2 separate regions of the Pan troglodytes genome follow, and region 2 is linked to region 1. Evidence: chromatin contacts called from public HiChIP or PLAC-seq data. All regions are on one chromosome and are shown on one strand. Each heading gives the region's core, a stretch centred on a gene start, on an enhancer-like site or on the middle of the called end of the contact. The rest is flanking DNA. Distances are from core to core; before and after follow the strand shown. Region 1 holds the start of TEX54 (testis expressed 54). Region 2 holds the start of INTS5 (integrator complex subunit 5).

Region 1 (3,007 bases), core at 365-2,864:
TGAGACGCATAACCTCGGACTGTTGTGGAGGGGAGAGTGTCATTCCCCAGGCAACTTCTTTCCCCAAACTCCCCTGCCCCACCCCAATCAACAAATCCTCGAGCCCCTTCTGCACTTCTCATGGACTTTCGCGCCCAGGACGCTCGCAAATCCTGGGGCGGACCAGCAGCGGAAAGGGCCCCGCTTTTCCCCTGTCCCAAGTCGAACCCGCTTCAGACTCTTCTTCCAACTTGGCTCTGGCGGCCAGAGCGCGGGCCCGGGACCCTGAAGCAGAGACAGGGCCAGAGCCAACCCCGTGGTCCTGAGACTCCGGCCCGGCCCGTGTAACTGCCCCGGGCCCTAACCCAGCCCTTTCGTTTCCGCGGTTTCCTTCGGCCCCTCAGGGAGGGCCAGTGACGGACCTCCAAAGACTGACACACTTCGGTGGGCGGAGGGGGAAAACCTCTGGGTGTTTATTTGAAACAGGAAGTCCCACCCCCCGCCCAAGGTCCGCCTTCTGGAAGACTTCAACCACTCATTAGCTAAGGCCGACGTCTCTCTCAACAGAGGCTTTCCTGATTGGACGGCAAGGAATTCGCTCACCCGGAGCCGGGCCAGCAGGACTTGCCCGCTCGCCCCTGATTCCCTTCCCCCCCGCCAGTCGTCGCCCCCGTGAAACCACTGCCCCAGAGCTGACACGGCGGCCAGATCCCCTCTTAAAGCGAATCTTACCTCCCCTCTGCCGCCTGCCGCCGCCGCCACTTCCAATCTCACCGGCCGTCACTGCCTCCTCCCCGAGCACTGAAGCCGCCGAAACCCGACCGAAGACTGGAAGCAGCCACGTCACCTACACGTAACCCCACCCCCAGTGACGAGGGGGCGGTCCCACGCGTTTCAAGCCCAGCGACCCGAAAGACACGCCCCACACCCAAACGCAGAGCGATCCCGCCCTCCCATTGGCTAAGGCGCCACCGTGACCCCGCCCCAGAGTACTACAGCAGGCGCTCAGGGGGCTGGGCCCGCCTCCGGGAAGGAGCCTTAAAGAACCAGCTGCCCGGTGGTGTCCGCGCCCAGTCCCCCAGAGTGGTCGTGCAGGTACACGTTAGAAATTTTATTCTCTGGAGGTTGGGGCGGACTGAGAGCAGGTCTGGGGTCATCCCTTCTCCGGCTCCTCCTGGTTGCCTTCTCGGATCGGACTCTCCTGCTTCCGAATCTGGTCTGATTGCCTCTTGCTTGGCCGCGAGGAGCCCCGACGACCGAACGTGGATAGTCGCCGCCACAGCACGGTGATCAGAAGGCTTTCGTTCGACTTGTGATTCGGATGGTCCGGGGAGTTCAAGTCGATACCTTCGGCGCCTGAGGGGACGACGAGGCCTCTGAGCTCACCCCTACCCTCGGGAAGCCCCCTCTCACACTCCCTGGGCCCTCTTTGTGTGTCTGTGGTCTCATCTTCCCTGCCGTCCTTAGACTCTTCCTCCTTGGACTGCTCATCAGACACCTCAAAGTCCTTGTCTTGGCAGCAGCCCATGGCCCCGCGTGGCCCTGGACTCCGTGCCACCCACGCCAGCCTGCCTGCCTCCAGGCCCGGCTTTTGTGACATCAGATATCCCGTCGCCCCAGCTCAGGCAGCCCCCACCCCAAGCTACCCTTCATTCCTTTCTCCCATCACAAAAGGCTCAGGGTCATGGTGGGTGTTCAGCAGTTTATTTACAAAGTGGGCACAGGGGCGTCAGGGGCTGGTGGACCCAGGCCGCTTCTTCTTTCTCCATCTCGTTTGGAGAGCTCCTTGGGTCTGCTCCAAACCCGAGAGCTTCCGCTTGGCAGCTGCCTCCAAGGATGCCCAAAGTTCATCTGTCTCTGTGTCTTCTAGGGGCACCTTGTTGGGTTCTTGAGGCTCTTGGGGCTCATCCTGGTGAGTGGGAAGAAAGCTTAGGAGTCAGGGGGGCCGGGCACGGTGGCTCCCACCTGTAATCTCAGCACTTTGGGAGACCAAGGCAGGAGGATTGCTTGAGCCCAGGACTTAGCGACCAGACTGGGCAACATAAGGAGACCCCATCTCCACAAAAAGAAGTTAAAAAAAAAAAAAAAGGAAAAAGAAAAGTAGTCAGGGGCACAGGGACAAACCCACAGGGAAGGAGACCCTGGCTGAGAAAGAATCCCTCTGGGTACCACCACCTTTATTCCCTGCTCCTAGAAAGCAACCCCATCCATGCTGTTGGCAATAACCCTCTCAGGATTTTAACTGTTAATGCCTCTCAGAGAAATTAAGTGACCAGGCAGGTAAACAGATAGTCCCAGGTCTGCATTCCAGCTGCCCCCTTTTCCTCTCCATAGGGAGGTCCTCACATCTATGCCCTTGGCTCCCACATTCCCGGGCCCAACTGCTCACCTCCCAGTTGTCCCTGCCTGACAAGAGGAGGCAGTTCAATTGAGACTTGAGATAAACCTGCAAAAGATGAGGGGCCTTAAGGAGCCAGGCATGCTGAGACAGAAACATGAACGGGGGGCACAGGAGGCGGGGCCTCCACAAGACCATGAGTTGGAGGTGGGAGAGATAACTTACCTTATGCTCCAGACCCCGTGGATTCTGGATCCTGTGTATCCTCAAGACTCTGTCCAAGCCACAGGAGGCTAGTAGAGGCTTTGAAGGGTGGCACTGCAACCCACGCACACTGCCTGCCAGCCCCTTCAGACAGCCCAGTAGACACCCTAGAGAAGGGGGGAAGCATCCGTGATAACTGGCTGGCCAATAACCAATCATTCATTGTTTCCTGTTCCAATCACTTTCCATTTCAACATTTAATCTGCAACAAAACCCTGAGACTGGAGCTTCTACTAATATTTCCATTTCGCAGGTGAGGAAACTAAGGCACAGGGAGTTGAAATAATTAGTTTAAGGTCATACAGCTTTTAGGGAAACCAGGATTTAAACCCAGGCAATCTGGCACCTGAATGAGGCCTCACTGGCCCCACTGCACCACCTTAGAGGGAATCCTGACCCTTCTCCCTGCTCCTTCCTTTCCCCCAA
Region 2 (3,110 bases), core at 322-2,821, 180 kb before region 1:
AAAGAACGAAATCAAGGTTAAGCAATCAGACTATATGCGCCAAGAGTGTAGGAACCATTTCTGTGCTCTTCAACACTGAATCCACTTCTATTGAAGTACACAGTATATGGAAGGTAGTCAATAAATATTTGTTGAATTGACTATATTTGTGTTTCTATAATATCTGCTTTAAAAACATTTCCAGGCTGGCTGAGGTGCCTCACGTCTGTAATCCTAGCACTTTGGGAGGCCAAGGAGGGTGGATCACTTGAGGTCAGAAGATCGAAACCAGCCTGGCCAACAGGGTGAAACCTCATCTCTATTAAAAATACAAAAAAAAAAAAAAAATAGCCAGGCATGGTGTAATCCCAGCTACTCAGGAGGCTGAGGCATGAGAATCGCTTGAACCCAGGAGGCGAAGGTTGCAGTAAGCCAAGATCACGCCACTGCACTCCAGCCTGGGAGTCAGGGCGACCATCTCAAAAAAAAAAAAAAAAAAAAAACACCTTTCCACTTTATCACCTTCTACCACCACCCCCGCCCCGCCCCATCCCACAACACAAGCACCTTGAAATCTCTTAATGGGAAAAAAAAAAAATTGTAAGCACCTTATTAAGGGCTCTCCCTCCTAACATCTGTTTCTTCCCATATTCTGCAAAATCTTAGTCACCTACCACCACATCAACCACCACCACCTACTCAGCACCCTCAATGTGCTTGGACATCAGGGTGTCCCAGGGCACAGAGTAATAATGCTTTTCAACCCTTTCCCTCCTAAAACATATATGGGTTCAGTCTCAGAGGTTCAGAAGCCAATGTCATGGGAGGTGGCAAATCCCCTTTCTCTTATCGCCTTTTCTGTCAAAGAAGACAGCATCCTCTAGGTGCTGATAAGGCTCTAACAGTGCCATTCCTCTGTTTCCTCCAAAAAACACCCTAATATAAGGGAATATCTCAGCCGGACTGCATTCTGTTTCTGGGCCTGGGGTCTCAGGGAGTCTCTATGAAGTCAGGACCCTGGGTTTCCTAGGGTCAAAAATGGCCCGGGCAGCTGGGTTCCCAAGAGTTCTGATACCCCCGACTCTTGGGAGAGGAAGCCCGGGGTCGAGGGTAGTTAGGCATTGGAGTCTAGCGAGAGGCAGGCCCGAGGTCGGGAGGGCGGGCACTGGAGCCCTGAGTTTTGGTGAAGCAGTCCCTGAGTTCTGGGAGGACCTGACCAAGAATCTCTCTGAGAACCCTGACGTGAGTTCTCGAGGTAGGATCCGGGTTTCTACCGAGAAGGCTAGGGATAGGCGCGGGGCCGCGCGGTGGGGGGAAGGTGCCAAGGGCTCTAACTACCTGAGAGGCGCGGGACCGTGGGTGGCCGGGGCAGGCCCAGGTGGCCCTGGGGCCCCGGGAGGGTCGCACAGCGCGGACATCCCGGAGCCCGAGCCGAACCCGAGGCGCGAGCGGCGGAGCGCAGGCGGCGCATGCGCGCTGACAGGAAACGCGAAAGGAACCAGCTACCAGGCCTCGCAGGAAAATTAATCCGGCGATGTCCTCGACCCTCTTACATTAGTTCCGCACCCTGTCGGAGTCCCAGAGCATAATCCCGGGACGATGATAGCAGGAAGCCGATTCGCCCTATATGCAACCACTTTATTCAAAAGCCTATTGACGTACAGACTAGGCCGGGCGCGGTGGCTCACGCCTATAAACCCAGCACTTTGAGAGCCCGAGAGGGCGGATCACCTGAGGTGAGGAGTTCAAGACCAGCCTGCCGTCTCTACTGAAAATACAAAAATTAGCCAGGCGTGGTGGCTTATGCCTGTAATCCCGATTACTCGGGAGGCTGAGGCAGGAGAATCGCTTGATCCCGGGAGGCAGAGATTGCAGTGAGCCGAGATCGCGCCACTGCACTCCAGCCTGGGCGACAGAGCAAGACTCCCAATACACACACACAGAATGAGAGAGAGACTAAAACTGGCCGCGGCCACTCACAGGGGTATTTTAATCATTTTTCCTAACGCCAAAAATACAAAATGTTCAACTCAGGACTTTAAAAAAATGAAGCATAGGAAGGTTTTGTTGTTGTTGTTGTTGTTGTTGTTATTGTTGTTTATTTTGTGACCGTGCAGTGATAGGATCACCCCTCTCGGCAGCCCCGACCTCCTGGGCTCAAGACATCCTCCCACCTCAACGTTCTAGGTAGCTGAGATTACAGGCGTGCGCCATCACACTTGGCTACTTTTTAAATATTTTCAGAGTTAGGGATTTGCAGGTGGGTGGGGCGAGCGTCTCGCTATGTTGCCCAGTCTGATCTCAAACTCCTGTCCTCAAGTGATTCACCCACCTCAGCTTCCCAAAGCACTGGGATTTCAGGAGTAAGCCACCACACCCAGCCAGTCTCTCTTTGTTTTTGTTTTGTTTTGTTTCGTTTTCCTTTTGAGACAGAGTCTCACTCCCTCACCCAGGCTGGAGTGCAGTGGTGAGATCTGAGCTCACTGCAACCTCCACTTTCCAGATTCAGGAGATTCTCCTGCCTCAGCCTCCCGAGTAGCTGGGACTATAGGCATCCACTACCAAATCTGGCTAATTTTTTTATTTTTATAGAGACAACGTTTTCCCCTGTCTGCCAATCTGGTCTCAAACTCCTGACCTCAAGTGATCCATCCACCTCAGCCTCCCAAAATGCTGGGATTACAGGCAAGAGCCACCGCACCCAGGCTTTTTTTAAAATCTCATTCTGTCGCCCAGGCTGGAGTGCAGTCTCGTCTCTGCAACCTCCACCTCCCAGGTTCAAGCAATTCTCCTGCCTCAGCCTCCCAAGTAGCTGGGACTACAAGCATGTGCCACCACGCCCAGCTAATTGGAGACATGTTGGCCAGGCTGGTCTCAAACTCCTGACCTCAGGTGATCCGCCCGCCTCAGCCTCCCAAAGTGCTGGGATTACAGGTGTTAGCCACTGCACCCCTCCTACAAAAATACTTTTACAAGAGAGAGAGAGAAAAGGGAAGAGAGAAAGCAGAAAAGAGATGGAAAGAAGAGAAAACTCATAAAAGAAAAAGAAAAACTAAGAAAGAGAAGGAGGGAGAGGGAGCCCAAAACAAATTGGGCTAGCTAGCCTGAAGATGTCCTCCCAGTAGCAAGTA

Evidence for each region. HiChIP or PLAC-seq counts read pairs in DNA pulled down with a chosen protein or histone mark.
Region 2: an H3K4me3 HiChIP or PLAC-seq map of stem cell-derived excitatory neurons shows a contact between it and region 1, with 2.1 times the contacts expected there. The contact joins the promoter of INTS5 here to the promoter of TEX54 in region 1. A contact is called at or near these places in 1 of 7 Hi-C or Micro-C datasets (stem cell-derived neural progenitor cells) and 1 of 1 datasets of contacts at active chromatin or transcription factors (stem cell-derived excitatory neurons).

What each region holds. Positions count from the first base shown.
Region 1 is chr9:65,143,097-65,146,103 of NHGRI_mPanTro3-v2.0_pri, forward strand. TEX54 (testis expressed 54) reads right to left here and starts at 1,615. Exons shown (of 1, transcript XM_054662365.2): 1 at 1,076-1,615. The coding sequence starts at 1,579. The coding sequence ends at 1,133. STX5 (syntaxin 5) reads right to left here and starts at 1,045. Exons shown (of 11, transcript XM_508504.8): 1 at 712-1,045; 2 at 1-19. It overlaps WDR74 (WD repeat domain 74), which reads right to left. Exons shown (of 12, transcript XM_063782979.1): 10 at 2,543-2,688; 11 at 2,369-2,425; 12 at 1,668-1,888. The coding sequence ends at 1,709.
Region 2 is chr9:64,965,603-64,968,712 of NHGRI_mPanTro3-v2.0_pri, forward strand. INTS5 (integrator complex subunit 5) reads right to left here and starts at 1,572. Exons shown (of 2, transcript XM_001154137.7): 1 at 1,318-1,572. The coding sequence starts at 1,397.